2 separate regions of the Mus musculus genome follow, and region 1 is linked to region 2. A link is a contact called in public HiCAR-type data. All regions are on one chromosome and are shown on one strand. Each heading gives the region's core, a stretch centred on a gene start, on an enhancer-like site or on the middle of the called end of the contact. The rest is flanking DNA. Distances are from core to core; before and after follow the strand shown. Region 1 holds the start of Wdr6 (WD repeat domain 6). Region 2 holds the start of Gmppb (GDP-mannose pyrophosphorylase B).

Region 1 (6,331 bases), core at 1,040-3,539, 530 kb before region 2:
GGGAGGTGAGCAGGGGTGAAGCTTGTGGCTGGCCCAGGATGCACCTTGGTCAGCTCCTTCAGGTGGCCATCCTGCTGAAATACCTGCTGCCTACCAGGGTCCTGCGCCTCACTCGCCTCTCCCCGGAGATTGTGGAGTTCAGTGAGCCACTACAGGTTGTACGATATGGTGAGGGAGGTCACTACCATGCCCATGTGGACAGCGGACCCGTGTACCCAGAGACCATCTGCTCCCATACCAAGCTGGTAGCCAATGAATCTGTACCGTTTGAGACCTCCTGTCGGCAAGTACCTCCCATGGGGGGGGGGGGGTAGGGAGGTGGGGCTTCAGTTCCCAGACTGGGTACCTTGAGGACATGTATTACCTGCTATTGGACCAAGGATACACTGGGCCATTTGGTCAGCCATACCCCTACCTTTCCCCCAAGTCTCTTCTTCACTCTTTATGGAGTAACTGGAAAGTGGTAGCTCCTGGCCACTGTATCTATTCAAATGAAAACAGATCTAGATATCTACAGATACTGGAAATTGGCCCTGTAAGCACTGGTCTTGACTCCATTGTTGGAGGTCCCTGCCTCAGTTTCTACAGTTGTACCCTCCTGCCTGCACAAAGTTAGGTTTTCTTGTGGCTTTCTGGCTCAGTCCTCCCAGTTGCAAGGAGACTTTACATGATATTCCTGCTTCTATCAGCTTACTTTCCCCAGCCAGATCTTTGGTTTAAGGTCACAAACTTACCTAAGTGCACCTGCGATCTTGGCCACACAAGGAGAGTGACTCTGTGGGGAAGAGGGCTGGAGATGTCTTAGCTATCCTAGCCTGACCCTGTGGGCCCTGGGTATCCTGCCCACAAGTGGGAATGTTGGGGATCTACTCAGCAGCCTCCCCCTGCCTTACAGCTACATGACAGTGCTGTTTTATTTGAACAATGTCACCGGTGGGGGTGAGACCGTCTTCCCTGTGGCAGACAACAGGACCTATGATGAAATGGTAAGGGCCAGTGAGCTGTTATTACTCTTGGGCTGGTAGGGCCTTGGGCAAGTGTGTACACACCCTTCCAGAGCTGGGACGAGGGCACATCTGCCTGTTTTCCCTCCAGCCAACCTTGGCTGCCTGGTCCTGCAATGGCAGGCAGTCCACAAACAGCCTCACCTTGTTGCCTACAGAGTCTGATTCAGGATGATGTCGATCTCCGGGACACTCGAAGGCACTGTGACAAGGGCAACCTTCGTGTCAAGCCCCAGCAAGGAACTGCAGTCTTTTGGTACAACTACCTTCCTGATGGGCAAGGTGAGGGCTTTACTCATGGCCAGGTCTTGGGCTTCTCTGAGGGAACTCATCTCTCCCTCCTGCTCTCCTGGAGGACTGTTCCTGTCTTCCATAGCCAGGGATTTCAAAGCACAGTAGCACTAGTACAGTATCTTCGGTTATCTCCGCCCACCGTCCTTGCGCACCAGCCTTCCTGCTGTCTGGGGCAGGGAAACTTCTCTCCACAACCCAGGCTGGGAAGAGCTATAGCCAAGCTCAGAAGCAAGGAAGCTTGGTTAATTTTAAGGGCCAGTATGTTGACCATGCCTTAGTGGGTGAGACGCCAAGTCCTTCCATGGGGATTAGATGTGTGCACAGCTCAGGCTGAGCCAATCTAGGGTTTTCCCCTCCCTAACTTGTCCTTTGTTCATGTCACCTTCTTACCCCAGGCTGGGTGGGTGAAGTGGACGACTACTCGTTGCATGGGGGCTGCCTGGTCACCCGCGGCACCAAGTGGATCGCTAACAACTGGATCAATGTGGACCCTAGCCGGGCACGGCAAGCCTTGTTCCAGCAGGAGATGGCTCGTCTGGCTCGGGAAGGTGGCATGGACTCACAACCCGAGTGGGCCTTGGACCGAGCCTACAGTGATGCCCGTGTGGAGCTCTGACGCAAGGCCCTGATGCGAATCACCCGCTGCCCAACGTCAAAGACCCTGCAGGTCCTCTGTCCTACTGCAGACTGAAGTTCTGGCCGACCTCTTGCCCTAGCCCTCCCTGCCTGCAGCCGCGATCAAAGGCGCAGTTCCTACATTCACGTTATTTATTGGTGTACAGCCTCCATGCTGCTCCGTTAAATAAAACTACAGGGCTTCCAGCCAGGGGCCGGCGAGCTAAGCGCCCGCTTGGGGGAGGGGAGGCCCACCGCCCCTCCCGGCTAGTCTCATGTGTGTGTGTGTGGGGGGGTGACTCTGATCCGGCCAATCAGGAGCGGGATCGCGTGGGGGACAGGGTCGTCATTGGACGTCCGCAGCCCAGCGCCAGGGCTTTGCTACCTGTAGCTAAGGGCTTCGGAGCTCTGCAGCGCGGCTCTCCAGACGGCTGGTTCTCGCGAGAACGCAGCTCTCTTCTTGTCCGTGGCAGCCACAGCAGCTCCAGGAACGTCATGGACGCTTTCGGGGACTATGTCTGGCCGCGGGCGACTTCCGAGCTCATACTCCTCCCGGTTACGGGTCTGGAGTGTGTTGGGGACAGGCTGCTGGCGGGTGAGGCTTGGTCGGCTCTAGTCGTGCTAGCGGGCGAAGAACTAGCCTCTCCCTGGGTGGTCGCACCGGACAAAGGGATGCCCTGGGGAGGAGGATGGGCAGCGGGCTGGGGACTGGCGAGGGGTGGGAGTGGGGGGAATAAGGCAGGTTCGGAGGTGGCGGGAAACACAGGCCGGCGGAGGAGGGCGGGGCTCGAGAGACAGTGGCAGCTCTTCATAAATTGCAGCCAGCTTGGAAAGGGTGGACAGAGACGCTTGAAGGTGTGGGGGACGCAGTCGTTCCATGTTGGGGGAGGGACGTTGCACCCTCAGGTGAACGCAAATGATCAAAACCCCTGGAGAGGAAGAAAAAAAAAAAAAGGGCAGCCTCAGGGGGTGTGGCGGGAGTGTGGCTTCTGGAGAGGGTTGAAGCTCCGCCCCCAAAGATGAGGGGGCCAAAAAATTGCTTTCTGAGTAGAGCAGTATCCAGAGAGGCTGGGGCTTAGGTTCCTCTGGAGAACCAACTGGGGGGTCTGAGCCAACTGGGTTAGTAATCACATGTCTCAGTGTCTGGTGGTAAAGGTCTGAGATGGCTCTGAGGTGCCAAGTGTCCTGGAAGCAGTAGGGCCTGATGCGAAGCCATCCTTTGGTGATGGTGGTGTTGGGTTTTACAAGGACCCTTGGCACTGACAATTAGGCCTTGGGTCAGCCATTATTAGCCTCAGCAGGGCTGCGTGTTTGTCTTGTGGTGAGGGTATATTCTAGAGTTGATGTGTGTGTGTGCGTGTGCGTGCGTGTGTGTGCAAGTGCAAACATTGGGTTGCTCCAGTGAGCTAAACTCTCTGGAGGTGGGACCGGCAAACTTCAGGAAATGAAATCCGTAGAATTTTGAAGAAAGAGACATTAAGAGAGGAGTAAGGTAATGAGGAATCCTGACGAGTCCGAGGAGGAGGAGATCGTGGGAAACAAACGGCTGCAAGATGACCAAAAGGGAGCTGAGAGTCCCATTCTAGAAAACGTCTGTGGGTTCTATACACATGTATGGGGGTGTAAGAGATTCCCCGGGAAGTATGTGGATTTGTATAGAGGGAGGCCCTGGACAAGCCCCTCTTGAGCACAAGTTAGGAATGTTCCTAACTCAGAAGACGCTAGCTTTGATTCTGCTGTGTTAAATGCTGTCCAGGTTCTTAATACCTGCACCTCATCTCTCCTCCCAAGCCTTGTTGCTTTTAAGTCTCAGTCGCATACAAAGGACGATCTCACAGCTGTCCAGGGGTGGGGCCAGAATGCAAGCCTCACCCCTGCCTGCCAAAGTGTGGGCAGCTTCAGCACGCATGCACACACACAAACACACACACACACACACACACACACACACACACAAAACCACATACCTACCCACCCCATCGCCTCTGTTGAGCCTCAGGGATTAGACTGATGAAGGATGCTGATGGCTAAAGGGTGCAAAGGTCGACACAGCCTTTTCCCTAAGGGAGGGAGAATCTGGAAAATGCATGCAGAGGCAGGTGGAGCTGAGAGTTTGGGCTAGAGCAGAGCAAGGGCTTTCCATCTGAAGTGTAAGGATGGTGTGCACCAGAGGAAATCCTAGTGACTGTCATTAAGGGTGATGGATAGCCAGGCATGACAGCATACTGCCACAGTCCCAGCAGATTCGAGGTTGAGGCAAGAGGATCTTGAATTCAAGGCCAACCTGGGCTCTCTGAGAGAACCTTACCACAAAAACGAGTGACTGACAGGAGTGTGCCTTTGCAGTTGAGGTCCGGCTGAAGTGGAGGCACGGGTTTGGTAGGATGCTGTGTCCTGGTATATTCTGAGTCTGTATGCTAAGGAGTGGCCTGCTCCACTCATGCGTCCTAGGATCAGGTGCGTGCGTGCGTGTGTGGTGCTGATGTGGCTCTTTACCTCTGTCTAGGCGAGGGGCCTGATTTACTGGTGTACAACTTGGACCTTGGTGGGCATCTCCGAATGGTGAAGAGAGTCCAGAACCTGCTTGGTCACTTTCTCATCCATGGGTTCCGAGTGCGACCAGAGCCTAAAGGAGACCTGGACTCTGAGGCCATGATAGCTGTGTTTGGGAGCAAGGGCCTCAAAGTTGTGAAAGTCAGCTGGGGTCAAAGCCATCTTCGGGAGCTCTGGCGCTCTGGCCTGTGGAACATGTCCGACTGGATCTGGGATGTCCGCTGGATCGAGGGTAACGTAGCCGTGGCCTTGGGCCACAACTCGGTGGTACTGTATGACCCAGTGATAGGGTGCATGCTGCAGGACGTCCCCTGCACAGACAGGTGTACCCTGTCCTCAGCCTGCCTGGTTGGTGACACCTGGAAGGAACTGACCATCGTGGCTGGCGCGGTTTCCAATGAGCTCCTGATCTGGTACCCAGCCACTGCTTTAACAGACAACAAACCCGTGGCCCCTGACCGGCGGGTTAGTGGCCATGTGGGTGTCATCTTTAGCATGTCATACCTGGAAAGCAAGGGCCTGCTGGCAACTGCTTCAGAAGACCGAAGTGTTCGTCTCTGGAAGGTGGGGGACCTCCGGGTGCCTGGGGGTCGGGTTCAGAATATTGGCCACTGCTTTGGGCACAGTGCCCGAGTGTGGCAGGTGAAGCTCTTAGAGAACTATCTCATCAGTGCAGGAGAAGACTGTGTCTGCTTGGTGTGGAGCCACGAAGGCGAGATCCTTCAAGCCTTTCGGGGCCACCGGGGCCGAGGTATCCGGGCCATAGCCACTCACGAGAGGCAGGCCTGGGTGGTCACTGGGGGAGACGACTCAGGCATTCGACTCTGGCACCTGGCAGGCCGAGGGTACCCAGGCTTGGGCGTCTCATCCCTGTCCTTCAAATCTCCTAGCCGGCCAGGTGCCCTCAAGGCTGTGACTCTGGCTGGTTCCTGGCGAGTCCTGGCAGTGACTGATGTGGGGTCCCTGTACCTCTACGACCTTGAGGTCAAGTCCTGGGAGCAGCTGCTGGAGGACAATCGCTTTCGGTCTTACTGCCTGCTAGAGGCAGCTCCTGGGCCCGAGGGCTTTGGACTCTGTGCCTTGGCCAACGGGGAGGGTCTTGTTAAGGTGGTTCCCATCAACACCCCCACCGCTGCCGTCGAGCAGAAACTGTTCCAGGGGAAGGTGCACAGCCTGAGCTGGGCCCTTCGTGGTTACGAGGAGCTGCTTTTGTTAGCATCGGGCCCTGGTGGGGTGATAGCTTGTTTGGAGATCTCAGCTGCACCCACTGGCAAGGCTATCTTTGTCAAGGAACGTTGCCGGTACCTCCTTCCCCCAAGCAAGCAACGATGGCACACATGTAGTGCTTTCCTGCCCCCGGGTGACTTCCTCGTCTGTGGGGACCGCCGTGGCTCTGTGATGCTATTCCCTGTCAGACCATGTCTATTCAAAAAGCCTGGGGCCGGAAGCAAGGCTATTACTGCAGCTGAGGCACCTGGAGCTGGTAGTGGGAGCGGTGGGTCTGAGAGTGTCCCAACAGGAATAGGCCCCGTCTCTACACTCCATTCTCTGCATGGGAAACAGGGTGTGACCTCAGTTACCTGCCATGGTGGCTACCTATACAGCACAGGGCGGGATAGCTCCTACTTCCAGCTCTTTGTACATGGCGGCCACCTCCAGCCGGTCCTAAGGCAGAAAGCCTGTCGAGGCATGAACTGGGTAGCTGGGCTTCGGATGGTGCCTGATGGAAGTATGGTCATCTTGGGTTTCCATGCCAACGAGTTTGTAGTGTGGAGCCCCCGGTCCCATGAGAAGCTGCATATCGTCAACTGTGGGGGAGGGCACCGCTCCTGGGCCTTTTCTGATACTGAGGCAGCCATGGCCTT
Region 2 (6,198 bases), core at 3,633-6,132:
CCTTAAAGACCAAGCATGTGTACTCGCGTTCAAAATCATGCAGGGCACTCAGGCCCCGCTGGTGCCAGCGCCGGAGCAGGTGGTAGAGGCTGCAGTCACAGGGCAGCGGGTTGTTGTGCAGGTAGAGCCTGTTCTTGAGATAAGTTGGCAGTGCAGCCAACTCAGGGATGGAGATATGTTTCAGCCAGTTGGAGGAGAGGTCCAGAGTCCGCAGGCGGGTTAACCCCAGACCGTGCAAGTGGTTGAAAGAGAAAGAGGAGAGCTCGTTGCAGCTGAGATAGAGGTGGCTAAGCATGCGCAGGCCCTGGAAGGCATCCAGGTCCAAGTGCATCAGGCTGTTATTGAACAGAAGTAACTTCTCCAGCTCCTCCAGGCCATCCAGGTCATGGGTATGGAGCATCCTTAACATATTAGAGGACAGGTCAAGTGTCCTCAGGCCACTGGCATTGGTGAACGCACCATGGCCCAGGACTTCCAGCTTATTATAGCCTAGGTGCAAGGCACGCAGCCGGGAGAGGGGCGCTAACCACCCCGGGTGCAGGCGTTTGAGTGCGTTGTGGCTCAAATCGAGTTCTGCAGCAGTGGTAGGCAGTGCTACCGGCAAGTCCTGTAACCCACGGCCCGCACAGCTCAACACATCGGCAGCACAGATGCATATATCGGGGCAGTTGTGGGGAGCAGGAGGCAGAACATCCTCCAAGTCTGAAGTGCCCAATCCAGCACCCAACATGCATAGTAGTATACCTGATAGCACTAGCCAGGCCATGCCAGTGACTACCAGGGAAGATATGGGGACAGCTCAGTGCAGGTCAACAGCTCCAAGACTCACCTACTTCTGCACAGGCTTGCGGATTGTGGTTCCCTATGGCCCATGGCTCGAGAGGCACAACGCTGGCTCCCCCTGCCCAGCCGGCTTCTCCTGCTCTTCTGGTCTGGGTTGTGAGGTGGGGCCCGCAGCCCTTCTTCTAGCTTCTCCAAGAGCTTTCTGACTGGATTCTAAGTACTAGCTAGGAAATGACCGCTCAGGGGCGGGGACCTAAGTTCCCATTGGCTCCTGCTGTTAAGGGGCGGAGCAGCCACATCTCTTGGCACTTAAAAAGCCAGTGTGGCCACCAGAGGGCCCCAGTGTCCCAGTCTGCTTGGCTGGAAGCCTGACTTCCCTCTTGAAGAGCAAAAGGACTTAGGGGAGAATGCCTTCAGCCCTCAGAGGATTGGTGTGTAATGGGGTAGGTGGAGTCCTTGCTGCTCTCTTAGATTTACTTATGTCTGTGTATGTGAGCATTCGTGCAGACGTCGGACGACGACTTGTGAGGTTCTGGGGATCAGACCCAAGTTACCATAGCTGGTAGCAAGCACCTTTTTATCAATAGCACCCTTCTCTTTAAACTGGTATTCAGGTCATGTGGGACCAAACACCTGGGAGGGTTGGTAAGTAATAGGGGGGAGAGTGGAGGCATAATAATGAGCGAGGCCTCTGGATATTCATCTGTCCCACGTGGAGAAAATGTTCACACAGGCTCAAAGCCTTCCTACGACCTATGCACCCTCCCCTACCTAGGACAGAGCAAGCCACCTCTGTGCTCCTGGCTGATCCCTGCTTCCAGCTTCGTTCCATATGCTATCTCCTGGGGCAGCCAGAGCCCCTAGCACCTGGCACTACCTTGCCTGCCCCTGACCGGAAACGCTTCTCTCTACAGAGTTGTAAGTGAACCAGCGGGTGGGTCAGGTCAGGGAAGAGTTTCAGGATCCTCAATAGCAAATTCCCTGCCTGGGAGTATTCAAGAGGCACTGAGTTCTCAGACGACAGGGGCCCTGATGCTACCTACTACTGATGCAGATACAGATTATATCAGCGCTGAGGAGCTGGCCCAGGTGGAACAGATGCTGGCTCACCTGACCGCTGCATCTGCCCAGGCGGCCGCCGCCTCCCTGGTGAGTGTGGCATAACAGAGGCCGTTTTACTAATCTGTAAACACCAGGACAGGGGTAAGGATCCCAGCCCAACTCCTCCACTCTGCCCTGTAGCCCACCAATGAAGAGGACCTCTGCCCAATCTGCTACGCCCACCCCATCTCTGCTGTGTTCCAGCCTTGTGGTCACAAATCCTGCAAGTAAGTGGGCCCCATGGACTTGGGGAGGCAAATTAGGACGCACGAGGTAGCACTCCTTCCCTCCCCTCTTGTAGAGCCTGCATCAACCAGCACCTGATGAACAACAAGGACTGCTTCTTCTGCAAAGCCACCATTGTATCTGTAGAGGACTGGGACAAGGCAGCCAACACAAGCGCCATGTCCTCAGCTGCCTAGGCCATCCTGGAAGCTCCGCCATCAGCCGCAGACCGGGCCCTGTTTACCCATCACCCTCACTCTTACCACTTCCACCCACCCATCTGCCTGTGTGTAGCCTCGCTGGTGGGAGCCTGAGCTTGACTTCCAGTCCAGGCTACAGTGAGCATTAAATTATTATTCCAAACAGCCCTGGGCCCGCTCTTCTTGAGGGAGTGGGGGCTTGTGGGTTACACCCAGCAGGGTCCTGTCCATGTCTGTCCCCACCAGAAGGCAGAAGTCCGACAGCTTCAGAGTCATCCACTCCTCCCTAGACAAATGGCACCAAGTCCAGGGCCTCGTGAAGCATTGAGTCCTACCCTGCTGATGGCAAAGTGGATGCTTGGCCAGCCCTCCATATCCTTCACATGATAATACGAGGTTCTGGTACTGACTCCCCGATAGACTTGTGGGGCAGCACGCTGGCTCCATTGAGGTACAGTTCATCATTAACTATGACATCTTCACCCAGCACTGTTACATTCTCCATGCGCACCTGGAGGTGGGGGATAAGCCTTGTTAATGGGGCACACATATTCCCCTGCTCCTGTGCCTGCCCAGCCCAGCTCATAGACTTACCCATTGGCCCACACGGCAGCGCCAGCCCACGATGCATGACTCAAGCCAGGAATGGGAGCGGATGTGAGCATCACGAAGCACTGTGCATCGCCGGATGCACACACCATCCTCCACCACCACACCAGGACCCAGGCTTACATTGGGGCCAATGCTGCAGTTCTGACCGATACGGGCACTTGGGTCCTGAGAGTGTTGAGGAAAGCAAGAGTGGGTCATTTGTCTCCCAAATCTGAAAAGATTAGCGACAGGCTGGACAAGGGCCTCACCACAAGTACATTCCCCACAATGCCAGGGCCTGAGTACAGTCTCTCTGGATGCTTCTGTCTCAGCGATTGTAGGAAGAGGCACATGCCAGTGAGGAAATCCTTGGGCTGTCCAATGTCCATCCAGAAGCCTGTACAGAGAGATGGGTCAGAGGGCTCTGCCTAGCCACACACTGACTACCCCACACCCTATGGCCTCTACCTCACCCTGCAGCTCCATGGCATATAGCTGCCCCTCCTTGGCCATAACTGGGAAGATCTCCTTCTCAATGGATGTAGGCTTCAGCTGTGGAAGTGGGCAATTTGTGAGCAGGCCACACAGCAGAGGCCTGCTCCACCCCAGCCCGCCCAGCAGTTCTCTCCTACACACCTGGATGCGCTGCAGCACAGCAGGGCTCAGGATGTACATGCCTGCGTTGATCTTATTGGACACAAACACCTGTGGCTTCTCAACAAAACGGTGGATGCGGCCTGTGTCAGCCTCACATACCACCACACCATACTTGGAAGGCTCTTCCACCTTGGTAACCTGAATATAGAGGTGGAGGGTACCTTAGGCCTAGTCCAGTTTTCTTTACTCTTGATAAATATGCCTATCCCACATCTCAAAGGCTCTCCCCCAAAGACATTCTGCATAGCTTTGTAGCAAAACAGAGTTTAAGACCAGGGGTCAGGAAAGACTCCATGTGAGGGTGGGAATGTCAGAGGAAATCTTCTCTTACCAAGATGGAGCCCTCTTGGCCATGGTGCCGATGAAACTGCACCATGGCTTGGAAGGGGAAATCACATATCACATCACTGTTGAGAACGAAGAAAGGGTCGGCAGTCTCAGATAGTAGGTCTCGGGCCAACGCCAGAGGCCCAGCTAGAGAAGGGGACAAGTCATAAGTTACCACCTTGCTAGGGGCCTAGGTCCAGACTCCAGAGGCCCCACCCATCCGCCCAGATTGGATACCTCTTTGCTGGCCCTAAAGTTTGCCCAAGGGCCTTCCTTATACTGACCTGTCCCCAAAGGCTCCTCTTCATGAGACATAGAGATTCGGATTCCAAGCTGGAAAGAAGAAGCCATCTGGTTATGTTCCTCCTCCAATGGTAAGAGCCCCAGGGACCTAAAGAAAGGGCTAAGTCCATGCCTCACCCTTTGCTCTTGTGCCTTCATTTCCTTCTCCAACATCTGTGACATGTAGCTCACTGCCAGGATCACGTGGTCCACACCTGCCTGTCAGACACAATAAGGTGTGCTAGTTGACTGGCTCAGTCACAAGGTATGACCACCCCTGGCCTCCCAGTCACTATCCATCCCTCTTCCCGCCATAACAGACCCACGGCCTTACCGCAGCAAGCGCCTCCACTTGATGCAGCAAGATGGGCTTATTGCAGAAGTCCACCAATGGCTTCGGAGTGCTCAACGTCAGCGGCCGCAACCGTGTCCCATACCCTCCCACCAAGATCAGTGCCTTCATGGCGTCTGCAGATGTTAGAAGTGGATCTATCGGTCCAAAGTACTTACAGGCCGCCTGACCGACCCCTGCCGCGCACTCCCAACGCCGTGCCCTGACCTGCACGTTTCACCAACTAGACTGACCAACTCTGGTGTCACCTCGCCCCCCTGCTCTACCCTGATGTGGGGTCCAGGATCAGCCAGAACAGAAGACGAGGAACTGGTTGGAGACCGGCTGGTCCGGAGTTCCGGCCGGAGGCGGCGCAGCCAGTGACGTAACAGGGAGAGCCAATCTACGTGGCAGGGCCGCCCGCAGCCGAGCGTCAGACTTTACGCTGCGGCGGACGTAGCCAATTAGATTTCCAACGCCCTGGGCTGCCATGGGGACCCGGAGAACTCGCGAGTCAGATGCCCATTGGCGGATCTAAAGGCGGAACCGAAAGAGGAGGCTTAGCTTCCTATCGGAACCCAGTCCGCCACGCGGCAGCTGCCATCTGCCCCGCCCCGCCCCGCCCCGCCCCGCCGACGCCGCCTACCCCCCCAAAGGCCACTCCAGGTTCGCCCTGATGACCCCGCCCCTCAACACTTGCTCTGACCCCTATATCCAACCCCTCCCGTGCTGCCTCCCCCGACCCCCCACCCCCAGTGTCAGCACTGTCCCGCTGCACCTGTCCCGACCCAGCTCAGCCCGATCCCTAGACTAGCCATGTCGGCCCAACCGGAGGCGATGAAGTTTTCACACAGACTTGGACAGAGTTCAGTTTCTAGAGGCTTTATTTTGACGTATACGACCAGACACAAGCGGGCGGATAGCGCTGGGTGTACAGAAAAGGGCCGGCTTGGGCCAAGCACTCCTCTCCACCACACAGAAGACCTGGGGAAAATGCAAGCGCGCCTAAGCGCCAGTGGAGCCACGTATGCATCCAGGCGCAGGTCTTAGGGTGTGTAGCTTCCAGGAAAGAGGAGCAGATAACAATTTCCAGAATTCCAAGTCTTACATTTCCTCCACAGAAGCAAAGGAAATTTCCCCAGGTTCTCCTTTTTCCTCGTTAAAATGTAGTTTTTAAAATGAGCACACACACACAACCAACTTATATAGCTGTAAAGTTCAAAGCAGTTTGCATCTAGGGAACGTGCACGTGGCCAGATGTGAGCGAATGAGCAGCGGATACTGAACGGATACTGTCCGAGCCCAGGTCCCTTGCCCCTAGGAGAGAATGAATCCCCACACCACTGCACGGCCCACAGCTGAGAGGGGTAGAATCCCAGGCAAGGACATTGCTCTACTGGTCCCTTCCTCTTCCAGCAGCACCCATCCCATTTCACTCCCACCCATCTCCCCGGGCTGGTATGGGCTTGGCCCGGGAAATACAATGGAAAGGGGTAATGTGAGCTCCCAACCCATGATCCCTAGTTGCACTTTGGTCCCAAATTGATGATTGGGAAGGCAGGACCTGTCAGGAAAAAGACAGGGCTCTAGCCTGGGACAGGCAGAAGAGCAGTGGTAAAAGTGTTCGCACACACTTGCCACCACCTATCAGATAACAGAGCTGGGCCTCCAGATATCAAAAGTGCTGAAAAGTGAGGCCCT

What was found. HiCAR-type assays count read pairs that join an accessible place to other places.
Region 1: a contact with region 2 is called in a HiCAR-type map of kidney, with 2.8 times the contacts expected there. The contact joins the promoter of Wdr6 here to the promoter of Gmppb in region 2. A contact is called at or near these places in 1 of 39 promoter capture datasets (neural stem cells), 1 of 484 Hi-C or Micro-C datasets (embryonic stem cells), 2 of 115 datasets of contacts at active chromatin or transcription factors (bone marrow-derived macrophages and kidney) and 2 of 9 other capture datasets (liver and pancreatic islet).

What each region holds. Positions count from the first base shown.
Region 1 is chr9:108,574,671-108,581,001 of GRCm38.p6, reverse strand. It overlaps Wdr6 (WD repeat domain 6), which reads left to right and starts at 2,289. Exons shown (of 6, transcript NM_031392.3): 1 at 2,289-2,508; 2 at 4,420-6,331. The coding sequence starts at 2,409. P4htm (prolyl 4-hydroxylase, transmembrane (endoplasmic reticulum)) reads left to right here. Exons shown (of 9, transcript NM_028944.4): 6 at 98-283; 7 at 896-986; 8 at 1,163-1,286; 9 at 1,694-2,140. The coding sequence ends at 1,914.
Region 2 is chr9:108,047,948-108,054,145 of GRCm38.p6, reverse strand. It overlaps Gmppb (GDP-mannose pyrophosphorylase B), which reads right to left and starts at 4,882. Exons shown (of 9, transcript NM_177910.4): 1 at 4,501-4,882; 2 at 4,305-4,385; 3 at 4,169-4,217; 4 at 3,889-4,031; 5 at 3,537-3,695; 6 at 3,374-3,452; 7 at 3,170-3,297; 8 at 2,904-3,086; 9 at 2,226-2,820. The coding sequence starts at 4,629. The coding sequence ends at 2,689. It overlaps Ip6k1 (inositol hexaphosphate kinase 1), which reads right to left. Exons shown (of 6, transcript NM_013785.2): 6 at 5,364-6,198. Rnf123 (ring finger protein 123) reads left to right here. Exons shown (of 39, transcript NM_032543.2): 36 at 1,559-1,701; 37 at 1,838-1,932; 38 at 2,026-2,111; 39 at 2,186-2,474. The coding sequence ends at 2,306. It overlaps Amigo3 (adhesion molecule with Ig like domain 3), which reads right to left and starts at 987. Exons shown (of 1, transcript NM_177275.4): 1 at 1-987. The coding sequence starts at 766.